4 separate regions of the Sus scrofa genome follow, and regions 1, 3 and 4 are each linked to region 2. Evidence: chromatin contacts called from public HiChIP or PLAC-seq and promoter capture Hi-C data. All regions are on one chromosome and are shown on one strand. Each heading gives the region's core, a stretch centred on a gene start, on an enhancer-like site or on the middle of the called end of the contact. The rest is flanking DNA. Distances are from core to core; before and after follow the strand shown.

Region 1 (3,304 bases), core at 403-2,902, 550 kb before region 2:
AAAAAAAAGCTTGCACTCTCATCCAAGAGACAAAGCAAAAAGGAGGATATAAGGAAAGACAGGTTTTCAATCATTACTCCAGGAAGTCAAGAATGCTGGAGGCGGCTGCTTCAAGGGTGGAGTGAAACACTCAGCAGGAACGTGGTGCTGTGGGGAGATGGAATGTGGGGGCCTGGAGCCAGGAAAGCCCCACCCCTGGGGCAGGGACAGACTGAAGTAAGGGGCCTTGGGATGGGGAAAGGTACACATGATGTTGAGAGAAGGAAAGAGAGTTCCAAAAGAACCTCACATTCTTCTCTTCAGGTCTTGCCAGGAGCAGGGTTAGAAATCTACTGGTCTGACTCTATGTGAACCCAGCTCTCGTATTTCCCTACCCATTTTCTCTCTGCTCCCCTAAGCCTTAATTCCAAGTGCCTTAATCCTTCCAGCTGCTCAGATTGGTAGTTGGAGGCATGCTATAGGAGGGATTGAGAGGAAGAGATGTTCCAAGCTAGGTGGGGAAAATTCACTGGAAAGAATGGGGGTGGGACGAAGAAGGATAACAATCAAGAGAATCCTCAGGCCAGGCCTGTGAGATGGCCCTTGTCATTTCTCCTCTCTAGCTCACTAATCTTCCTCCTGTGTCAGCCACAGGCACTAGTCATATGCACGCCCCCAAACACCACAAACCCACACTGAGGCTGAAGTCAGGTGGGTAGAGACTTTAAAAGAAGACAAAAACGCCTTAGAGAAGGCAAGATGGGCCAGCTCTACAGAAAGAAGCTACTTCTTCCTCCAAAATAGAGACTGAATTGAGGACAAGAGGTTTCTCTGAATTTTTATCTCTGAAAAATCCTTACTTAAAACCAGCCCATGTTTTTTCTAAATACAATTCTTCTGGCTTTCCAGGAGGGGGTGAATTGTCCTCAAAGATCTAAGCCGGGGGAACCCCATATACTCCCTACAAAAAAAATTCCTAACAGCTGGAAATATCCCCAGGCCTGAAAGAGAGCACTGGGCACCTGAAGTGTGTATGTGTAGCCTGATTCGGTTGTTTGCTTTGCGGGGGGGGGGGGTGTCTCATCCCCCCACGCTGTAGGGCTTCAGAGTTCTTTTAACATTCTACACCTTGTAATGTTTTCCTTCAGGAATTCAGTGGCATAAAGGCCTTTAGATTGAGGTGGGGCGGAGGGTGGCTGGGGGAGAGGGGAACGGGAAGGTTTGTGAGGCCAAGTCTTGCCTGGCTGAGAATAAGCAGACTTCGGCCTCCCTCAACTCCCTTAAGCGTTTCAAGCTTTATAAAGAAGGACTGAGATGGAGGCGAGAACAGTGACTGGGTATCCCCTTGATCACGGCCCCCCTGAGACCAAGAACTCTCAAAACTGTGGGGGTGGTTTCTCCAGTACGGAAAGTGTTAACACCCAAACGCTCCTCCACCCGCCTTTACCGGTTCCCTTAGATGATCCTTTCACAGGCTTGAAAGTGGGGTGGCCCCCCATAAAACCGCCCCCAAATTAGGCCAAGTTTCTTACCCCACAGACGGATCAGCTGTTCCCTCACCTTTCACCAACAACAAAAACAGCACTCCGACTCCAGGAGGGGAGGGAGAAGGGTGGACGCGAGGGCTTCTGGGGTTTGTGGTTCCTCCGAGCCTTTTTGCCGGCGAGCCAGTGCGGATCTAGGACTACATAACCCAGGAGTCTGTGCGCAAGGAGGGCGGAGTAGAGGGCGGCCGCGGGGGAGGCCTCACAGCAGCATCCTGGGAGGCGTAGTTCTCACTTCCGTGACCGTGAACGAGGGTGTGGCCAGCAAAGAACTTCACAGCCCATGATGCCTTAGGAGGGGGGCAGGCTACGTTAGTGGCGACTGCCGGTTGGTACCGTGCGTGGTTGGGGGTGGGGAGGAGTTACGGCTCGAAAGCTGTCTTTAAAATACATTATAGAGTGGGCCGAACGAGTTCAGGTACACACTTTCGCTTACTTTTAACGACAACTTGTGAGGTAGGCGGTTTTGTTATCCACGCCTTTCAGATGGAGACACTAAAGCCCAGAAAGGTTACGGAACCGATCTAAAGTATCAAAGCTATGAGAGGGTAGGATTGCACGACTCCCAGTGCTCTTGCCACTACATCACAACTACCTACCGTCTAGGGGATAGGAAACTGTGGTAGCAGTTTCTTCATTGCTTCATCCTCAGGGGCAGCCCTGCAAAAACTATGTGTTCTGCACCACTGAGGATTTTTTTTTTCTAACTCGAGGGCTTCAGTTCCAGACGCCTGCCAACACTGGACTGGGCTCCCCTCAGCGTCCTCTAGGTCCAGAAGGAGGACCCATTGTCCGAGGTGTTGTTGGTTGGGAGGGCAGAGGTGAAGTGAGGAGAACCACGTTGAAAAGGGAACATGGCATAATGCAGGACAGTTCAGAAACAAGCCACTTACCCGGCTGGTTTGCCCAAGCCTTTTAACTGGCTTAAATTCATTAAGATAATAATACATGTTGTTGCTCCTGTTTTTTGTTTAGAAGAGGTGAAAGATTCACATTCCTCCCACGCACCCTCAAGTCACGAGTCCATTAAAGACCTGGGCATCCTGCACGGGGTCTGAGGCATTCAAAAAATGATCTCTCTCAGTCTCTGTATTAAGGAATTACAGTCTAAGGATTGATTTGCTCTTCTGCTTTAATTTTCTGCTGCATTAAGTTATGGTGCCTCTGCCTTTTCCAAGTTTTGGGGTAGTATTTTGCTTTTATGACAATAGTGTGTCTGGTGCCTGCCCTTGGGTGCCTTTCATATTGAAGATCTCCAAGCACTTAGCAATAAATCATCAGGCTTCACAAACATTAAGGTGACATGTCAGCGTCACTAGTCAGGATTTATGAGTTAGGACAAGCTGCTGGTTGCAGAGATGGCTCAAGGTCCTGGGGTGGGTTAAGAGTGAGGCCTGTTCAGGTGCCCAAGTCTCAGTTGTTCTTGGTTTTTGTCTTCCACCTGGCATAAAGGCTTATAGGAAAACTCAGTCTCAGCTGGAGCTCAAAATAGTAACTTTTGTTTATTGGGTGTTTACAATGTGTTTAAACTATGTTAAGGACTTTTCCATATAATACAATACCCTTATATAGTAGGCCCTTTTATTATTCCCACTTTACATAAGATGAAGATTGAGGCACAGACTATTAAGTGACTTACCTGGGGTCATAGACTTACCACCACTACCTAGCAAGTGGTAGAATCAGGATTGAAGCACAAATGGTCAGAATACCATATTAACCACCCCAGAAACTCCTGGGTGGCATACTAACTCCCTTTGTTCTAAGGAACAGTGCTCTTA
Region 2 (3,325 bases), core at 272-2,771:
GGGTTCCGTCTCCAGCACCCTAAGTATCACCCTCCTTAAGCAACTTCCTTTTTATCCAAATCCAGATATCCTTAAAGGAACAGCAGAAAGAAGGCCTAAGAAGATCTGTAACAATGTAAAGAGATATATATATATGGAGGAGAAAGTTCCTCAGAGCAGAGCCTAAGATAAAGGAATTGGACAATGCTTGTAAAGCACTTAACATCATGACTATCAGTACTCAAAAAAAAAAATTATCTTTTTAAAATTTGTTTGTTTAAACCAAGAATCGCTTTAGTTCTTAACTGAAAAACAGCACCTTTTTGAGGTGTAAGGAGGTGGTGAGAAGTACTTGACTATAACTGAAAACACAAAAACAACGAGCTTTTAAATTTATTTTTAATTACAAATTATTATCCCTGCAAAAATGTAAACACTGGAGATGCGATGTGTCTCCAACCCACTGTATCCCTAGAGGTTAACATATTTTGCTATGCAGTTTTCCGAAACATTTCCTATGGGTTCACAAATATTTCTTTGTCTGTGGAAATATGCATTACTGTTATTTTGTAGACTCTTCTTGGGTGCTATTCCACAACAGTACAAATAAATTCTATTTGTTCTAACATTTCAAGGCAGTCTTCCTAAAGAAGCGAGTTTTCCAGTCATGTCTTTGACATCCCTTGTTCCCCTCCAAAACCTAAAGTGCTGGATGGTGAGATATACCGTTGTGGGGGGGAAAGAGCCAAAACCGAGGAATACAGGACCAAACTTAACAGCTTTCCTACCAGAGAAGTGTGGCACGGAGGCCCACAGGTTTTGTTAAAGTCATTGTGAATAAAATAGCCCCTACGCGCCATCACAGGCATTGAATCCCCTTCCTCGCATCCCCAAATCTAAGACCTCCCTCTTTTGGAGCGCTGATTGGACGAACAGCCTGAGCGCTTTCCAGAGGCTGCTCGCCTACTGGCTCCCGATTTGGTCCATCCACCTAACCGCCCAACTCCCGCATCCCCCATTGGAGTCAAATCGTGGCCTCTTGGAGGAGCCCAACCTACCGCGCGCTTCGTGCTCATTGGCTCAGTGAGATGCTGCTCAGGAGGAGAAAGCCCGCCTCCCACATACCGATGGCCCAAGGACCGATGAGTCGGCAGCTAAGGACAGCCCCAATTGGCCTATACACTCGCCAGTCAAACTCTTCCGCTGCAAAGCTCCACAGAACCTACGGGGATAAAACATCCCGCCCCCGTTCTTCCATTGGTTGGCCGATCTCACCGCTCCCCCTTCACGAGCCCCCACCCCGAGGTCCATTCATTTCACACAATAACGGGCCCAGTTGGAGTCAGTTCAAGACCTCGTATGGGTAGGCAAGATGGTCCGCCACTTACCGGGGGTCGAGACCGATCACTCACGCTAACGCCTCGCCTGTTCCTCTGTGGTGCGGCCGGACCACAAGCCACCGCCGCCGCCGCCTTCTGCGCAACGCCAACCGCCCGCCAAAACGGATCCTTCCCTGCGCCTGCGCGACCAATCCTGGGACCCGACCCTTTCCCCGCCCATTACGCCTGCGCAAAAGGGGGCACAACTCCCGCCACTACGCAGGCGCCTTAGGTTCGCCGCTGTCTCCTGCCCGCCATTTCACGTGTTGCAAGCTCCGGGCGGAACTTCTTAGCGCGCCTGCGTAAACTCGCCATTTTACTACACATGCGCTCAGCAGGCGATCTTGCCCCCGCCCCCGTTCCGCCAAATTGTCACATGCTAGCTACTTTTTTGATACATAGTATTAAAAATGCTTTGACACAGGCGTTGAATATTCCGGACATAGCTAATTAAAAAGTTATCTCAATACCCGAAATAATTCAAATATGAATCATTGGTTGACCAGCCAATCAGTCTAGTTAAGAATAATATTACTTAGGAACCAATGGACCGGGAGGGGTTGAGACTGCGTAGAACGCCCAAACGGATGACGTTACACAGCAACGCATACGAGAGACCAATAGTGGGGGAAAGCTATGTCAAATATCCAATCAGAGCTACTCAGGGGCGGAGTCTACCAATGCCGAACGCGAGGAGGCGGGATAAAAAAGCGAGGCCGAAGGTAGGCTGGCAGACTCGTTCGTTAGATTACTCCTTTCTGCCCCCGGACGCCGCCGAGTAAGCATCGTTGTAACCTCCTCCCCACTACCGTCATGTCTAAGTCAGAGGTGAGTGAGACTCTTTTTTCATCTGCGTTTTCTTCTTCGCCGCTTGCTGAGTTTGGTAGGGTGCAGTCTGGTTTGGCTGCTTGCACCAGCCTTTTCGGCAGTTCTTCGGTCGCTGCCGGGGCCTACCCCTCCCTGAGTTCAGGTCGCCATTTTGTCCTCGTCGCCATGAGGCTGTCGTCGTGCAATCCTTGGTTATCACGCTGCTCTCGTTCTTTTTTGCAATGCTCGTGGACACATTCGGTCTGTTTTTCATCCTTGTCCTAGTGGACGACTTTCTTAAAGAGTAGCTGTAGTCCAATTTTGGCGATGCACGCCCTCCCAGTCCTTTTGTTGCGCGTGCGTCGTAGGGAGAGTAAGGGGCGCATGCGCTCGCCGCTTCCCAGCCCCCAACATACCGCCTCCCCAGATGGGGAGAAGCACGTGGCTTACAGCGACCCGAGGGAACAATAAAAGCTTCGTACGTTGCTACCTGGTGTTGCTTCTTGTAGCGGGGAGCTTGTTTGCGTTATAGCCCTATTTAACGCTTTTTTTGCCCCTACTTCTAGTCTCCCAAAGAGCCCGAACAGCTGCGGAAGCTCTTCATCGGAGGTTTGAGCTTTGAAACAACCGATGAGAGTCTGAGGAGCCATTTTGAGCAATGGGGAACGCTCACAGACTGTGTGGTAAGACTTGGAAGAGACAAAAGGCCTTAGAGCTAGTTGTTTTTCTTGGCTTATCTCGCTGTCGTTGCTGTTTGAATGCTTATGAAGATTCCTATTGACTTTATAGCTTACTTGACAAAGGAAGGTGTGGCTTCATAGCTGAAAAGCTCCCAATTGTTAGGTTTAAGGGGTGGGGGCGGTGGTCATTGAAGAGCTTCGTTTAGAGGGTTGGTAGAAAGTTTTCCATTGCCTTAGTCAAGGTAGAAAAGGCTGTAACTTCTGGTGTCTTACCATGTGCTAAATAAACATTAAAGGTAATGAGGGACCCAAACACCAAGCGCTCCAGAGGTTTCGGGTTTGTCACGTATGCCACTGTGGAGGAGGTGGATGCAGCCATGAATGCAAGGCCGCACAAGGTGGATGGAAGAGTTGTGGAACCAAAGAGGGCCGTCTCAAGAGAAGTAAGTGATGTTTTTCTTGTGTTTCATCGACTGGAAA
Region 3 (3,182 bases), core at 90-2,589, 820 kb before region 2:
TTTTTTTTTTTTTTTTTTTTTTTTTGTCTTTTTGCCATTTCCTGGGCCGCTCCCACGGCATATGGAGGGTCCCAGGCTAGGGGTTGAATGGGAGCTGTAGCCACCAGCCTATGCCAGAGCCACAGCAACGTGGGATCCGAGCTGTATCTGAGACCTACACCACAGCTCATGGCAATGCTGGATCCTTAACCCACTGAGCAAAGCCGGGGATCGAACCCACAACCTCATGGTTTCTAGTCAGATTCGTTAACCACGGAGCCACGACGGGAACTCCAGTAGTCCAGTTCTTAACCCAGTGAACCGTGCAGGAACTCCTAACCATGTAATTTCGAATTTAAATAAATTTCTATGCTGAAATAAAAAAAGAAAACACGGTCACACCTATGATTATGCACAAACTTGTACACGAATGTTCATAGCAGCAATATTCATAATAGGCAAAACATAAAAACAATTCAAATGTCCATCAGTTAATGAATGGATAAACTAAATGTGGAATATCCAAATAGTGGCATATTATTTAGTACTTCCTTCAGAAAAAAGAATGGAGTTCCCTTGTGGCACAGGAGGTTAAGGATCCCAGGTTGTCACTGCAGCAGCTTGGGTCACTGCTATGGCAAGTGTTGACTCCTGGCTTGGGAACTTCCATATGTGGTGAATGAGGCCAAAAAAAAAAAAAAAAAAAAAGAAGAAGAGGCCATTGCAGCATTCCCGTTGAGATATGATGGTAGGCTGGAAGCAGAGAAGATTGAAGAGAAGTAGAGAAATTTCAGATTTATTCGTGAAACAAACGGACCCTTCCCGATGCTGGAGCGGGAAGAGGGGAAGGTGAAGGAGAGAGCCATCAAGGATCACCTCCGGCGTTTCTGCTTTGTGCAATTCGACAGATGGCGGAGCTATGTAGTTGATACAGGGAATCCTAGGAGAGATTAGAAATCTCTGTATTTCTCCCAAGAATGTTTCTTTACTTTCTATGGACGCTGACAGAGGCGGCAATATTGAGTTTTAGGGTGAATATCGGCAGCTCCCCGCCCTTCCTTAAGCTGTGTATATATATCTGTACAACATTTATCATGGTATATTTACTTTATAAGGTGTGGCACCCACTGGACTAAGAGCTCAGAGGTCAAGGGTTGAATTTCCTCTAGGTACTCACGAACTTGCTCTGAAGCTGGCCCCGCCCACCCATAGCCCCGCCCCCAGGCATTTCCGGCCCGCTCGCCCTCTGCACCGGCCTCACCCCAGAGCGCCCAGCTCCGCCCCCACTGCAACCATTGCCTTTTAGCCTAGTGGGGACTAGAGTGATTGACGAGCATGTTCTCCAATCCTAAAGCCCAATGTTGTTATATTACCAATTCGGAGGCAGCAGAGGCGGATGCCAAAGCCTAACGTGAGAGGGTGATCGGGAAGTGAGAGTGGAGGCTGCGGAGGACGCCTCCGCCCAGGCGGTGGTATAAAGCTGACGGGACGTCAGTATTCTGTTCCTTTCTTTCTCCATTCCTGGGTGAGACGCCCCTTCGTTGCTGGGGAGCCGGGGTCTCCACTTGCCTTTTTTAAAGGGTAAGAGGGTGTGTCTAACTATATAAGCGTTTGAGGATCTTTCCTGAGCTGCCTTACCTCCTTTCGCCTCCAGGCAGGTCCTTCTGTTAGCCTGGGGTGCGGGGTCCTGTCTCCCGTCACCCATCCTTGGGGATGGTGAAGTTGTTTCAGATCCCTCCGCAGCCTATGGTGGTTAAAGTCTTCCGGGCTCGGTCAAGGAAAGGGAGAGGAGTGATGGGGATAGCGAGATTCGCGCACTCAGCCCCTCTCCCGAGGAGTTAGAATCCGCAGCCAGAGCGAGTGGAAGGTGGAGGGAAACTAGGTATTGGGGGCGAAGGAGCGGGTGGAAGGAGACATTTCTTATGTAGCGAACCTGTTAGTTCCCTGGGAGCCTACAGTGGGGCAGGAGGCGTTGAAGTTGGGCTTGGTGTCTAAATCACCCACCCACTTCTGGGCCGTCAGCTTTTAACCTTCATTTCTTTCTCCTCAGGCTGGTGAAAACCCCTGAACATGTGGAATCCCAATGCCGGTAAGTGTTTGGGGAGAATCTCTTCTCCTGCCCCAGTCCCTTTTCGGATGGGCCACAACAGGAAGTTTGTGTCCGTTTCTCCTCCACCTCTGCCCTAACCTACAAAAAAGCAAAGTCCATAGCTGCCCAGTGTCTTCCCCCAGAGTTCACTGTCTCCAGGGAACGTTACCTTTTCTTTCTCTTGTATAGGTTTGTCTCCCCTCCCCTCCATGCTCCTCTTTCTTCAGCTTTACATTTTTTCCCCCCTAGGGCCACACCTGCGGCATATGGAGGTTCCCAGGCTAGCGGTCCAATCGGAGCTGTAGCTGCAACTGCGCCACAGCCACAGCAACGCGGGATCCGAGCCGCGTCTGCGACCTACACCACAGTTCACTGCAGTTCCTTAACCCACTGAGCGAGGCCAGGGATCGAACCCACAACCTCATGGTTCCTAGTGGGATTCGTTAACCACTGAGCCACTACAGGAACTCCTCCATTTTCCTTTAAGTATTGAGTGAAAAATGGAATCCCCTTCTTTTTGTTGTTTGTTGTCAGAAGCTCTGGGCAGTTCTAATCTTAAATTTATTCTTTGCTTTTTCCACCAGGGCAGCCAGGGCCAAATCCTTACCCGCCTAACGTTGGATACCCTGGAGGTTGCCATCCTACCCATCCACCATCTGCCAACCCTCCCTTTCCTCCAGGCCCCCTTCCCACTCCTCCAGGAGTGCCCCAGGGGAATCCAGCTTTTCCCCCTGGCGGGCCTTGTTATCCTGTGCCACAGCCAGGGCATCCAGGATGCCAGCCCTCAGGTCCCTACCCACCACCTGCCCCTTGCATGCCACCTGTGAATCCATTGGCTCCTGGCATGGTAGGACCAGGCATGGTGATGGACAAGAAGATGAAGAAGAAAATGAAGAAAGCTCATAAAAAGAAGCACAAACACCACAAGCATGGCAAGGTCAGTGCCCTCTGGAGCCTGGCTAGGAAGAGGTGCCCCCTCAGAAGGACTAGGGTGGCTGGAGGTGGGAAGAGAGGTAGGTGGCAGGGACAAGGAATGGGGATTCACAGTCTGAGGACTTGGGACAGGGCATTGTGTTACTCTGGCAGATGGTGCTTCCTTTTTGTAAAGGATTCC
Region 4 (3,260 bases), core at 205-2,704, 900 kb before region 2:
TCTTCAGGCTTTGCCCAAAGCAGTAGAGGCCTCAGTTTTCGGGAATCCATACTTTAAGACATGATAGTAATATGGAGAAGTGCCGAGTTGTAGATAATGAAGTGGCAACATAGAACCTACAAGGGCGAAAGAGAATGGCTTTATGTTATTGACAGGCCACGCAGGCTGCCTCCACCAAAACTAGGGTAAAGGAGAGGCAGAATGAGTAGCCAGAAATTCAGGTGTTTCGGGAAAAATCACCTCTAACCTTTGCAGTTGCAAAAAGCAGGCACTCTATCTGGCTACTTGCTTTATGTTTAAACGTTATTTACAATTACGGGGTAGAGGCAGGGGCGGGGGTGGGGTAGCAGCTTACAGGACCTCGAACTCCAGGAAGTCCTCCAACACTCTTTAGCCTCAAAAGCAAGCTCTCGAAGAGTTAACCGGCCTTAAGTAGCTATCAACTTTGGGGGAATTTAGTAAAATGGCGTTTGCTGGAGTCTCACAAAGACCTTGCAAATTGGTCAGTGCGTTATTAACCTACTGTATGAGCGCCCTCGCCAGATCTCCTTGCGCCAGCACCCACAGGGGTTACACCATATTCTGAGGCATCCGCCTGCCAGTCCGCCCACCGCGGAGGGGGGAGACCTGAGAGGTACTTTTAAAAGCGGTTAAGTGAAGACTCAAACAAGCCCTGATGTCGAGGAAGAAATGCGACGCGCCGCGGGGCTCGGCCCTGACACTTGTTGAATTGCAGGGCTCTGCTGAAGCCTTGCCACCTAATCACGGTAAAGACGTCCCCAGAGGAGGGCCAAAATGGCGACGGACTCCTCTTGGCACAGCCCTGTTACCTCCCCGACAACTGGCGCCTCTAGTAACGCCCATTGGCCAAGCCGGAGGCGGTGCCTGGCTTCCCTCGCTGCCTCATTGGGCTGAGTGACTGAAGCAGCCGCCAATTCTCCCCTGCCTACTCCAGGTTCCCGCCCTCACAGTTTAAGCAGCATTCAATTGGCTTTTATTCACGTCAATTTGTGTCCTAGCGCGTCTCTTTTCAGTGTTAATCCAATCATAATTTTCCTGGCCGCCCGCCTGATTTCTGATTGGTTTTGATAAGCTTCATCCTATCCCATTCCTGTCTACTTTTTACCACCTCCCACCAGGACTTTGCCCAGGCTTGCCCAGGGTTTTGGTTGGTCGCTGTTCTGTCATTCCAATGAAAACCCTTCCTATCCCTACGTCTCAGCGAGCCCGCCTGGCAGTTGACTGGTTTCTCTCCAAGCCTATCATCTCTAAATCCCGCCTATCTTCACTTCCTGCACCTTTCATTGGCTTTTAAAACTGAGAGGGCGCCCTTTTTGGGCGGACACCACGCACGCAACTTTGTCTTACACGCCTTAGAGAGCAAACGAGTCTCGCCATTGGGTAATTTGCCTGTCTTTCTTTTGCAAGTCCCTCCTTTCACCCTCCCTTATTGGGCGGGGCAGCAGTGGAGGGGCGGGGCCTAGGCCGGGCTTGTGGCGCGCTGCTCCCTCCTCTTTACCCCCCCCTCCCTGTCCGGTCCGGGTTCGCTTGCCTCGTCAGCGTCCGCGTTTTTCCTGGCCCCCCCAACCCCCCCGGACAGGACCCCCTTGAGCTCGTCCCTCAGCTGCCACCATGAGCGGTAAGGATGAGTCCACTCCAAGCTTAGGGGTGGGAGGGGAGTGAGGGGGCGCGCGCGAGGGCCGACCGGGCGGTCCCCGCCGTGAGGGGGGCGGGCGGGAGGCGGCGGCGGCGGCCTTGGTCCCGCCCGGGGCGGAGGGAAGGGAGGGAGAAGGGGCAGTGGCGGGGCCTCGGAGGAGGAGGGGGATGGGCCGCCCGCCCCGGGGGAGGGGGCAGCGTGGCCTCGCCCGCCCCCTGCCCGCCCCAGCCACGGGGGACGGGCCTTACCCCCCACTACTCGGCCGCCCGCCTGAGGCTCCTCCTGCCGGGGGCTGGAGCCGCGGGGGCGGCCCGAGCAGTGCAGGCCCCGCCCGGGCCAACCGCCTCCCTGGTCCGCCCTCTGGTCGCCGCCGGCCCCAAGGCCCTCCTCCCCCCACCCCCCGAAGGTTACCCCTCCCCCCCGTAGATTACCCCTCCCCCTACCGTCCCGCCCTTTCCACGCCCCTCACCCCGAAACCGCCCTTTCCTTCTAGGGCCCGCCCTCTGTCCGCCCCGAAACTCCTGATTTCTAACCCCTGGACCTCTTTAGCCCCTTTCTAGTATTCACAAATGTTCCCCCCTACAAAACTTTTTATCTCATCTTTTCTCCTTCCCCTTCCTTTCCTCTTGTGACTTTCTACACTTGAATTCTTCCCTTTCTCCATCTCCTTTGACCCTAATTTGAGCAAGCTTTCCATCCACCCACATGTTTTATGCCTTATCTATATTTCTCCTTTTTTTCCCCGCAGGATACTTTTAAACTCCTTCAACATGTCCACGGACCCTTACATTGTCTATACCAAAAGCACCTTTTCATTGTTTTCTGAGTTTAATTTTGTACGAGGGAGAACTGCGGCCCAGTTTTGGCACCAAGGGGCCCAGTTCAGGTCTTCCTAGCCCTACAGCTGTCTCTTCTTCCCCAATCCTTTTTTGTTTGTTTGTTTAAATACTGGGACTTTCACCTTCCTGTTAGTCATTTTTGTTTGGTCCTAGTCTTCCTTACCCTTCTTCATTTTATCTTTTTTCTTTCCCCAACTTTAAGTTATCTTTTAATTCTTTTTAGACCAAGATCACTCCATGGATGAAATGACAGCTGTGGTGAAGATTGAAAAAGGAGTTGGTGGCAATAATGGGGGCAGTGGTAATGGTGGTGCCTTTTCTCAGGCTCGAAGCAGCAGCACAGGCAGTAGCAGCAGCGGTGGAGGAGGAGGAGGGCAGGTAGGTGATCATCTGGACAGAGTGGGCATCGTGTTGAGAGGATGTAGATATTCTTAGATGATTGTCTTTTCACAAAAAAATTTTTAGGAAAGGGCTAATTTACAGATAGGGAAGTAAGTACAGAGACAAGTGACTTGGAGATCCCCAAAGATGAGAATTTCAAATTTCAGCAGTGTAGATAGGTTGGCTTTTTGTTTGCTTGGGGGGGGCACTGTTTTGCTGTTTATTTATTTATTTTGGGTTTTTTTTACTGTTTATTTTTTTCTACTGCCCCCAGGGCTGGCAGCTGGTGTCACTAAACTAATCTCTTTCCTCTCCCTTATTTTTGGCCAGGAGTCCCAGCCATCCCCTTTGGCTCTGCTGGCAGCAACCTGCAGCAGAATTGA

Evidence for each region. Promoter capture Hi-C pulls out the DNA fragments that hold promoters and counts their contacts. HiChIP or PLAC-seq counts read pairs in DNA pulled down with a chosen protein or histone mark.
Region 1: a contact with region 2 is called in a promoter capture Hi-C map of liver, with 4 times the contacts expected there. The contact joins the promoter of CALCOCO1 here to the promoter of CBX5 in region 2. A contact is called at or near these places in 1 of 5 promoter capture datasets (liver) and 2 of 47 Hi-C or Micro-C datasets (liver and skeletal muscle).
Region 3: an H3K27ac HiChIP or PLAC-seq map of alveolar macrophages shows a contact between it and region 2. The contact joins the promoter of PRR13 here to the promoter of CBX5 in region 2. A contact is called at or near these places in 1 of 5 promoter capture datasets (fetal liver) and 1 of 2 datasets of contacts at active chromatin or transcription factors (alveolar macrophages).
Region 4: a contact with region 2 is called in a promoter capture Hi-C map of fetal liver, with 2.7 times the contacts expected there. The contact joins the promoter of SP1 here to the promoter of CBX5 in region 2. A contact is called at or near these places in 1 of 5 promoter capture datasets (fetal liver) and 1 of 2 datasets of contacts at active chromatin or transcription factors (alveolar macrophages).

What each region holds. Positions count from the first base shown.
Region 1 is chr5:18,928,750-18,932,053 of Sscrofa11.1, forward strand. CALCOCO1 (calcium-binding and coiled-coil domain-containing protein 1) reads right to left here and starts at 1,653. Exons shown (of 15, transcript XM_005652574.3): 1 at 1,512-1,653. It overlaps LOC106507255 (a long non-coding RNA gene), which reads left to right and starts at 1,859. Exons shown (of 4, transcript XR_002343963.1): 1 at 1,859-1,941.
Region 2 is chr5:19,483,006-19,486,330 of Sscrofa11.1, forward strand. CBX5 (chromobox protein homolog 5) reads right to left here and starts at 1,522. Exons shown (of 5, transcript XM_021091740.1): 1 at 1,368-1,522. HNRNPA1 (heterogeneous nuclear ribonucleoprotein A1) reads left to right here and starts at 2,172. Exons shown (of 9, transcript NM_001077218.1): 1 at 2,172-2,186; 2 at 2,732-2,848; 3 at 3,142-3,288. The coding sequence starts at 2,172.
Region 3 is chr5:18,659,475-18,662,656 of Sscrofa11.1, forward strand. PRR13 (proline rich 13) reads left to right here and starts at 1,340. Exons shown (of 4, transcript NM_001244511.1): 1 at 1,340-1,560; 2 at 2,030-2,068; 3 at 2,653-3,081. The coding sequence starts at 2,050.
Region 4 is chr5:18,587,309-18,590,568 of Sscrofa11.1, forward strand. SP1 (transcription factor Sp1) reads left to right here and starts at 1,455. Exons shown (of 6, transcript XM_005652567.3): 1 at 1,455-1,639; 2 at 2,720-2,874; 3 at 3,208-3,260. The coding sequence starts at 1,633. It overlaps LOC102163309 (a long non-coding RNA gene), which reads right to left and starts at 1,328. Exons shown (of 3, transcript XR_002343962.1): 1 at 356-1,328; 2 at 1-116.